2 separate regions of the Mus musculus genome follow, and region 2 is linked to region 1. Evidence: chromatin contacts called from public Micro-C data. All regions are on one chromosome and are shown on one strand. Each heading gives the region's core, a stretch centred on a gene start, on an enhancer-like site or on the middle of the called end of the contact. The rest is flanking DNA. Distances are from core to core; before and after follow the strand shown.

The links. A called contact is a pair of places that touch in the nucleus more often than the background predicts.
Region 2: a Micro-C map of muscle stem cells shows a contact between it and region 1, with 6 times the contacts expected there. The contact joins the enhancer-like site here to the promoter of 1700012I11Rik in region 1. A contact is called at or near these places in 1 of 15 datasets of contacts at CTCF or cohesin (the NIH/3T3 cell line), 6 of 484 Hi-C or Micro-C datasets (the 3T3-L1 cell line, the C2C12 cell line, CD4 T cells and 3 more) and 1 of 115 datasets of contacts at active chromatin or transcription factors (large pre-B cells).

Annotation. Positions count from the first base shown.
Region 1 is chr15:67,225,057-67,230,334 of GRCm38.p6, forward strand. 1700012I11Rik (RIKEN cDNA 1700012I11 gene) reads left to right here and starts at 1,713. Exons shown (of 9, transcript NR_045140.1): 1 at 1,713-2,024.
Region 2 is chr15:67,356,361-67,361,186 of GRCm38.p6, forward strand. All of the region lies in intron 7 of 1700012I11Rik (RIKEN cDNA 1700012I11 gene), which reads left to right. Among named protein-coding and RNA genes, the nearest start is that of 1700012I11Rik, 130 kb to the left of the region's middle. Within about 2 kb of position 1,626, at least 14 of the 459 cell types and tissues checked have an H3K27ac peak or open chromatin away from gene starts, as enhancers often do. A contact at or near this core is called in the C2C12 cell line, muscle stem cells and myocytes, where this site is marked.

The DNA.
Region 1 (5,278 bases), core at 463-2,962:
ATTAAAAAAAGTAGCTGAGATTTCTATTTTCAAGAAAAATGTACACAGCCAAGAGCAAGAATTCCCAACTATTCTGGTTAGTTTTTGTTTGTTTTTGCTAACTTGACACTTGATACAAGCTAGCATTATCTGGGAAGAGGGACCTCAATTGAGAAAATACATCCATCAAATTGATCTGTAGATAAGTCTGCAGAGTGTTTTCTTGATGAATTATTGATGTGGGAGGAACCAGTCACTAGGGGTGATGTCACCTCTAAATCTAGGTGGTCCTGGGAAGTAAAAGAAAGATGGCTGAGTGTGAGTTGGAGAATCATGGGAGTAAGCAGCACTCGCACATGGTTACTGCTTCAATTTGCCCCACAAGTTCTTGCCTTGGCTTCCCTCAATGATGGCTTGTAAGCTTTAAGATGAAATAAACCCTTTCCTCCTTAAGTTGGTTTTGGTCAATATTTTATCACAGTGACAGAAAGAAAACCAAAGCACTGACCATAGCATTGTTGATATTTTGAGTCATTTCATTCTCTGTTGGCAGAGAGGGGCTGTTTGAGGCGTTATAGGTTTTCAACATTGTCCTTACTCTTTCCTCACAATCAAAACTGCCATCTGGAAAATGACAAATGTCAAGGGGAAGAAATGGCCACCAGTTGAAAAGCTTTTTGATCAGAAGTATTGAAGCAGGTAATTTGGTAATGTGGAGAGAGTTCAGTCAGCCTTCTGCCATCCAGGGTTCCGTGCCCACGAAGCCAATCTGCTGTAGGTTTAAAATTGAAAAAAAAAAAGTCATGTGGTAATCCAGTGGAAGTGGATGTGATTGCATGATCCCCTGAAAATGTCTGGAAGTGTTCTCTAAATGTGTTTTCTCTCGGCCACAAGTCAAATTTGTCCTGCCTAGGTGGTGCTTATTGCTCCTGGAATGAAGAGATGTGGAACAGAGACGTATCTCACTTGCAGTTTGCAATGCATATTATTACCCATCCTTATCTGTGATTCCTCTCTCTATGATTTCAGTTACCCCTGATCAACCATACTTTGAAAACACTAAATAAAAAGATTCAGAAGTAAGAAACTCTTAAGGTTCAAATACATTCTGCTATAAACTACCATGGTAATTATTTTATCATTGGTGATAATTGTTATGCTCAAAGTGGGTTTGATTCATAGACATGGCTTCCTTATAGGTTGGTATGAATATGAAAAACAGTATGTAAGGGCTTTGGGATCTCCTGTAGTTTTGGGCACTGAGTAGGAGACTTGGAAAAGATTGTCTTGGGTGATGGGTTAGCACACAACCAGAAACAAATCTTGGCTTCTATTATCCTTTATGGTTTTTGTGGCCCTCTATTCCTACAGCACAAGCCTATGGTGATGATATACCCTTTGTGGCTATGGCTATGCAAAATGAATGGCATGGATAAAAGGCTCGGGGCAGGAACACCATAACAACATATTTGTAATACACAGTCCAAGGGGACACAGTAGCTGGGAGGAGGGCATGTGGAGAACCTGACCTTGCAGACATGATCATTAGCTTAAGAAACCTAGAAGACTAGCTTCTGTCTGGCAATGTGAGGTGTCACTTATGTGATGCTTGTTGTATGCCAGAAGGCCTTCCAAGTGAGATCACAGGCACCATCGCCTTGGATCTTCCCCCAGGTTCTAGAAGGCACATGCCTATTATTAGCAACACTTGAAAGACCAGGATATGGAGGCTTAAAGCAATTAGTCACATGTAAAGTTCACCTGAAGCAGAGTGGTAATTCCTGTTCATCAGATCTCTTTGATGCCAACATCTTCCCATTCAGTGATAGGGTGGATTGCTGGCTGGGCTACCTGTAGGCCTGCTGATAAAAAGATAGCTTCTGCTGGTGGCTGACTGTGGGTAAGAGTCATTCGAGCAAATTGCTTCCCGGAAGCACTGATTCTCTGCAGTTTGTTCTAGGGAAGACTCCTTCCAGCGAGGCTGGCTGGGCAGGCCACACTTGCAAAGGCGATGCTCTGAAATTAGAGGTGAAAGAGGCACGCATGTAAGTCACGTCTGTTCACAAATTGAATTAATTATACTTGGCTGGGGCACAGGTGGAAGGAATCCAACTGGAGTTTGTTCAAAAAGCAAGAGAGAAAATGATGGAGAAGAAATGAAGGCAGTGTCTTGTCGTACAAAATATTTTTAAAAAACCTCGGCACGGGGGGTGGTGGTGGTGGTGTTCTTCCCACCTTAGACCATTTATGTTCCCAGATAAACACACACACACACACACACACACACACACACACACACACACACACAAAAGCTTTATATTTTAGTATGCCTTATGCAACACAATAGCTGGCAGCTGCCTACCCTCCACGCTGTTAGAATCTACCTTTCTATAGATAATCCTAAACTATTAGTCACTATTTATTATGCTCCATCTGAACTCCTCTAAACTGCAACCAGGCAGCCCTCTGGGACACCTTGGCCCCTAGGTCATGGTGGATCTCCTTTCTCATCTCTCACAGGTTCTTTTCCTAGCCCGTGGTGGCTTCTTGCTTCCCATTACTCTTTCTCACAGTCCCAAGTCCAGGAAACCTCAACCTCACTTACATAACCAACAGCATAGAGGGTAGGCAGTTGCCGAGCTACAGTACTGCATAAGGCATATTTAAAAACAAAACGGCTATGTGACACATCTTTCATTTGGGAACATAAGCTGCCAAAGGCAGGAAGAAACCCCTCAATGGAATTTTTTAGATCTATTTTACTACAGTGTTTAGAACAGGGGATAGGAATATGGCAGGGCTCAGGATGGCTGGAGCCAGAGCCTGGATTCCCTATGGCCTATTCTCAGTGTGTTTCCTGGGTGGGAACAGTTTCTATTTTCACCACTCCAACCTTATGCAGCTGCCGTCACCTCTCAAGTTTCCTGATTTATGTTTCAGCCACCATGGAGCCTCATGGCTCATTTTCATTCTTACATACCAGAGGAAATGACTGATTCAGTGGGCTGGGAATTCAGTTCAGTTAACAGAGTACTGGACTGTCATTAGCCCTGGGCTTGACCCCTAGCATCTCAAAGTAGGGCATGGTCATGCATGCGTGTAATCCCGGCATTTAGGAAGATCGGGAGTTCAAGGTTATCCTTAGCTACAAAGCAAACTCAAGGCTATCCGGGGCTGTATGGAAGCCAGTCTTAATGAGGAAATAATAATTTTATGATGTTTGACTCAAGTGCTGTCTGGGTTTGGTGGTACTGTGCTCAAGACAATTCATATAATGCAGGTTGGTGAGGCAGAGGGGTCTCAACGGACCCCTAAGAGTGGGGCAATCATCTCGTTAGAGGCCTAGAACACATATGCCCTGAAGGATGGCTAGATCTGAGGAAAAATAATAGGGAAAAACGTGGAGAGCACAAAGACACTTTTTTCCCCCAAGAGGGGCCAAGTAAGAATTGTCTGGTGTATGGTTCTATTATATATTTTAAATGTCATGTTCTATGTGGTTGAAAGTATTTCACTCACACTAGAATAAAGTACTGTTGACAGAGACCAGTTCTGATTGCCAAAGGCTTAAAAAATGCCTTATATTATAAAGTGCATATGTGTGTGTGTATAAAATTGACACATAACAAATGCTTGCATCTGTGAGTACAAAGTGAAATTTTATCATATGTGTACCATATGCATACATTCAGGGTTCTAATATATTTATTGCCTGAATTGTTTATCATGTTGATGAGTGTTGTTAACATTTCAGAGTCCTCTCTTGGACCTATTTTGAATTACCCGAGTAAGTGTTGTTCACCATAGTCACTCTATCCTATAGGACATTCTAGAAACCTAGTTGCAGTGGTGGGTTTCGCTGTTGGAAGCTGTAGTGACTTTGCAATAACAGATCTTACTTACTGGAGCTTTGATGTTTCTCCATTGGCTCATTTAGCTGATCTCAAATAAATCCAAACTTCATGACCCAGAAGAGGTGACCTGAGGCCAACTGGCCTTTATCTTCTGCCCACTGAAGCCTGGACCCTTAGACGGATTTATTTGACTGGAGTATGTTCACTGAAGAGTCTTGATATGGAGCCAAATGAGCAATAAGAAATTACAGAGCAGACAGTGAACAACAGGATGGAGGGAAAGCCCAGGTGTTCTTAGGCATGCCGAACCTCGAACGCCTTGTAGGATGATGCAGGGCAGAAGGGAGCAAGGCCAGTTGGAACTTGATTTGGCTCCTGAACTGAGGCGGCAGTCTCTTTATGCTCCTTTAAAAACCAACCAAACAAAAAACAAAAACAGGGAATCGACATAAAAAACGTCAGTACCATCTCTCCTTTTGGTAATGCCCTTTTTAATGCTGCAAGTTCTGGAGAGTTCCCTGGTCCCTGGTGGAGGATATGCTACTGAAGGAGGAGACATTGCCTTTGCATCCAGCCCTTCCCACCAACTGCCCTCCTGAGTAAGCTTGTTTCAGTTGGTTCTGCCAGCTGGCTGGTGTCTGTCCCTGCTCTGCCTTCCCTCCAGCCCCATTCACTCCATTACAACACCCACTGCCGCCGCTGGATTAATGAGTCAGACTGGCCTGCCACACGTCTGGGCCATTATGCCATTGTCACAATTGGCGTTTTGCTGGTCCTGTTATCCAGTTGCCTTCTGTGTGTGTAATTGCAAAAGGTTCATTTTCCATTTCAGCCCGCCACTTACTTAATAATGGAGCCTGGGAGGAAAAAGCATCAGTCAGTAAAATTATGGAGAGCACTCGATGCCTCCACCTAGGTGTCTGTATCGAGGTCATTTTGCCTGGAGTGGGGCAAAGTGGTATCTGACACTACCATGAGCCAGAGGCCAGCGACTGAAGTCAGGTTTGTGTCTGGAATCCAGCAGAAGTGTGTGTGTATGTGTGTGTGTGTATGCTTGTGTATACACAAGCACGCTTGCATTTATGTTCATAGTTGTCTTTGCATGTGTACACATGTTTGCAGGTATGTTTGTGTTCACATTCTGACAATGTACACGATGCAAGTGGTGAAGCATGCACAGCTATTTCAGGAAGGTGAGAATTCTTTCTCTCACACATTGCTTACAAGCCACAGGAGCACAGCAGAAGATGGCAGTGCTCAGGATTTGGATTAAGTCTTGGGGACTGGCTGGGTAGCTGAGATTTTGGTCCTGAAGGAACATGCACAGTGAAGAGCATGGGTTCTTGACCTTGGTACTACTGCCATTTTGGGTCAGATCTTTCTTTGTTGGAGGATAGGGGCTGTTTGGGTGCATAGCAGCATGCTCAGCTGCGCCCTTGCTCCTT
Region 2 (4,826 bases), core at 376-2,875, 130 kb after region 1:
ACCAGTGGAAAAATCTTCTGTTTTCTGACTAAGCATGGACAGATCTTCCATTCATATCATGCTATTCCTTTCTCTTCCCCTTCTTCATTCTCTCCATCTTGAACCCAATCTTAGCATTGTGCAGAATAGCACAGTAGAGAATTCTGACTCCAGAGCAGGTGACTTGGATTTGTATGTTTCTTCCTATTTCTAGCTCTTGGCTCATGAACCTCCTTCATTTAGAGTCTTCATTGCAGCAGATATCTTGGAGGTGTTTAGGTGTCTGTCGGGGGCAGCAAATGGGTATTATCTATCCCCTTTGGAAGTTCCAGGGATACCCAGAATTAATTCCAATAGCAAACCCTGCTTGCTCTTCCATGTTTCTTCCTTCTCCTCCTGGGTTTTAGGAACCCAAGTTCAGAAGCTCACATTGGCCATGTCTGGTTATAGTGAGATAAGTCTGTCTGTGGAGAGACCTGAGTCTATTGGTTGAAGGGAAGGCCAGAGGTAGGTAGGTTCTTGAGTAGACATCTATTAATCCTGGAAATTCAAGGCAGCTTTTTAGTATTGTTTTATAAAATAGGGCAAAAAAATTAAACGAACATCCTTCATCCAAGGTTCTCCAAATTCTGAAATGCCACCAGATGATAAAAGTGATAATTTTATATCTCAGTGGACTAGTCATGGCAAAATGAAGTTACTATAAATGAACACTAAAGCTACTATACATAGTTACCCACTTTATCTGCCTATGGAGATATAGAGTGAATGGGACAAAAGAAAGAGACCCGTGCTTAGACTTGGATCTCCTTGCCAAGATATTTCTGTATGTATAGGCAGATACTTCTAAATTCAAAAAAAAAATACCCCTGGATGCAAGAATTTTGTATAATGGATAGTCTGTGAAAACTTTACTCTTTGAAGTCACTTGAGAGTCAAGTGACAAAGTTTGTGTCAATCTTCTTTGTAAATTCCAAAGTACTAAAGAAGGGAGATATCATACATGCAAATCGTTTATCCACATGTCTGGAGAGACACAGTTCAGGTTCAGCTAGGCAAAACTGAGAGTGAGCTTGTCTAATCCTCCCAGGTGCATTATTCACATCAAAGGTATAGCCTAGATGGATGGCTCCCGGGGACTTGAGACTGAGAAGCTATTGCTCAAAGGGATACTGAGGTTCAGGGAAGAGGAAAAGGTCTGCAGACAGCTGGGCAGTATTGATGCTGCTGAACTTGCGATCAGATGAAGTGGGGTTGGGGATGTGGTTCAGTTGGTAGAGTACTAAAATGACAAATGTTCCCTTCTGTGTGCCTTCCCAAATTTAAAATATGAAGGTGAAAAGATGTGGGAAAACATACAGCACAGAACCCTCCCATTTACCTATAGAAGATAGGGAGTAAGAAGGGGCCTTAGGACCCTTGACCCCTGCCAGGGCCAAAATTATTTTCCTGCAGGTAGGAAAAAGCAACTGTCAGGGCAAAGTGACAGATCGGAGTCAGGCCAAAGTGGGAGTTAGACACTGGAGGCAATGCAGTCTGGAGTTGGGTGCTTTCCATTTTGAAGGCAGGTTGGGAGTGGATGTGGTGTGAGGTTAGAGAAAGATGACAAGGAGATGCCTCCAGGATGAGATTGGCACAGCTGAGTATCAGCGCTCTATGAGTCATCTCCCCCAAGGGTGCAAGGGAATGGTTGAAAGGATTGGGAACAGCAGTGCCTTGTTTAAGTTAGCATCTCCGACAGCTCATTGTGACAGCTGCATGAGGTTACTGAGGACCACATGAGCAAGAACACCAGCAGTAACTGTGGTAAATGGGCCAAGTAGACTGACAAAGGGTCCAAGAGAGCTTGATTGCCTTGTGAATATCTTAGCATGTGGGGGAACTGAACATTTTTTTTTCTGGATGGGTAGGTGTGTGACGATGCTTGGGTGGTGGGTAGGTGGATGCATGGGTGGATGTATAGCTCCTGTCTTTCTGTAAGTCTCCATGCACTTAAATACATTGTTCATCTCCAGATGTTCTAAGTCAGTCCTTGAAATGTGTCTCATCCCCCCCCCCCCCCCCGTGACTGTCTCCTACCAGGCTCCCTCTTTCAGGTTCCCATGGCATCCTGTAATTTTCCATTTTGAAACACTCTATTAAAAGTGTCAGCTTGCATTGCTGTCTCTGTACAGTTTAATAACGGAGGGCCACCTGGTTCTTCGTGGTGCTCTTAGTGTCTGGCTTATAGCAAGTTTTAAGTCCTTGGGTGTTGATGGACTGGTTACATTAAAACAATCTCAAAACCCTACATATTCACCTGGTGATAAGCCCCAAGGGAGTAGCCCGCTGGAGTCACAACTCTGTTCCAGAATGTTCCCACCAATCATGAATTTTCTTAAAGTGCTAGATATAAAACTGTGCGTAAACAAATCCTTGTCCTAAGAGATTCCTCTGGTCTACAGGGCTGTAAGTTATACCATTTGTTGTTAGTGCAATATATGCTTGCAGGAGAAAACTTTTTTCCTCGGGGCCTGAGGACTTGGCACCCTCACACTCTCCTTCACTGTTCATTCATTCATTTGCTTGCTAATCCTTTTTAACAATGTCTTGCATCCTGCTCTTCCCACAGACCTCCAAGTGTCAGGGGGTTGATTCTACACTCTTGAATTCACTTGGCTGGTGAAGGGAAATGAAGTCATTCTGAGAGCTGTGGTTCTTCCTTGGAGGTCTACTTGGAGCTAGGGAGTCTTTCTCCAGGCTTCTGAAAGCCTAGGCTAGAGGTAGCAGTCATAGGTAAGTTAGAGGACACAGGTGTGAGCTCCGGAGAGCATCCCACCCGCAGCCAGAGGAGGCTGTTCTAGATTAGAAGGTCAATAGCCATCCTCTGAGAGGATCACAGTGTAGAAGATGTGATCCTAGGCTCAATTTAACACTCCGGTATCTTAAGGGTAAATTTCTTAAAATCTTACTTTCTATTATTCCAGTGTGTGTGTGTGTGTTGGGTTTTTATTTCAACTATTTTGTCAGTTTGTCAAGATTGAATAGCCACATTTTCTAAAAGAAGGCGATGACCCAGATCATATTTTGTCTGAATCTGGGCTGGGCTGCTTCTTGGCTGTGGGACCTCACAGTAGTTGCATGACCTTTGTGGTCATCTTTCTCCTTTTATGGTGTGAGAAGACCCATACCTTGATGGCTGTCTGTGAAGATTACCTGAGATAGTGGATGCTCTTGGGTACCAAACACCACTTACTATAAGCGCTACCAGTTTTGGCATGTGGTCGTGAAGGAATGGCAGAACTCATCTTTGGGATTCGAACACAGAAAAGAAAGATGAAGGAAAGAAGGAAGATAGATCCCTCATTATATTTCACTCAAGTTTGCAACTTTATGTTGGTCACATTCATGGCCTCCCGTGGCCACAGATAAGACACACCCTAGGAGTACCACGATGTATCATGTAACAGATGTCCTCCATGGTATCTGTGATGGCACAAGTATAGGGGTTTCTGAGTGATATTGCCTAGAATCTTGGCCTGGTTGGCCACCACACATGTGTGGGTGTTAAACTAGCAAGCTGCATTATGTAAACAGCTATGCACTTTACTTTGTAAGTTCCTCCTCAACAAAAGCAGAGTCAAATCCCAGAGGGACATATGCACAAAGCTCTTGCATCCCTGTCAACCACGAATAAAAAATCAGAGCGTCACACAGGTGTCAGTAACAGTTCTCACTTGAGTGTGTGTTTATAGGGTTTAGGCAAGGAATGATGGTGTGTCAGCTCATTGCTGTGACCAAGTTGTGGACAAGAGATGCTTGAAGGGAGAAAGCATTTATTTGGCTTATCGTTTAAGGTGATCATCCTGTTAGGTTGAAACCCTGTATAAGCTGCCCTCCTTCCCCCAGTCCTAATCACACAGAGATCCCCAGATCCTGCTTCGTGAAAACTCCAGGCTAACTAGTCATTCTTCCTCATGCCCAAGTGTTCCTGGCAACCCATCCAAAAGTGTCCATCGAGAAGTTCAGTTTTTGACCATGTAAGGCCTCAATCCTAGGTCCTAGCTGACACATTCCCTCGCCTAAACTCTATAAAATCCCTTTGCTTTAGTCTGGATGTGTGACTTCACTGACCTCCATTGGTGAAGTTGGTGAACCCCCCTAAGAGCTACCTCCGTATAAACCTGCCTTTATCTACTTTTCATCTGGAATATATCTGTGTCCGAGGGAAGGAAAATGCCTGTCACATTCCATCATGGTATGAGGGATATGGCAAGAGGAAGAGGAGGCAAGTGGATCACATTGTATCTGCAGTCAGGAAACAGAGAGGATGCAGGAAGTGGGGCCTGGCTATAAGCTTGTCCTGAATGTCCTACTTCTCCTGGAAAGCTCCATCTGTTGCCCAAAGATTGTCCAAGCTTCTGAACCTCACCAGCAGCCAAGGGACCATGTATCCGGACACATAAGCATGAAGGGGATATTTCACCTTCAAATCTCAACAGCTCTGACAGCAGTGCGGGGATCTCCCCAGCCTGGTTCGCTTGATACTTTGTTTCTCATTGTCCACTTTTTTCAGTCCTGTCTCTAACCTGTTGCAGTGACTCCCAGTCCTATGAGTCTTCAGAACTGCTAAGCCTGAATCATACCTGGCTGGCTGAGGAGGCAGCAGCTGTGCCCTGAATCCCAGTGCTACACTCTGTGTGCAATGCATGAACCACTCAACTTCCCAGGAGTACTGCATTAGGCATCTTGCTTCCCTGCAAGGCCCATGCTACCAGCACCATGGGCTACCACCACCTGTGCACACTAAGGTCTCTGAAAAATAAAAGTCCTACTGTTCTCTGAGAGAACTCTCTCTCCCCAGGAGC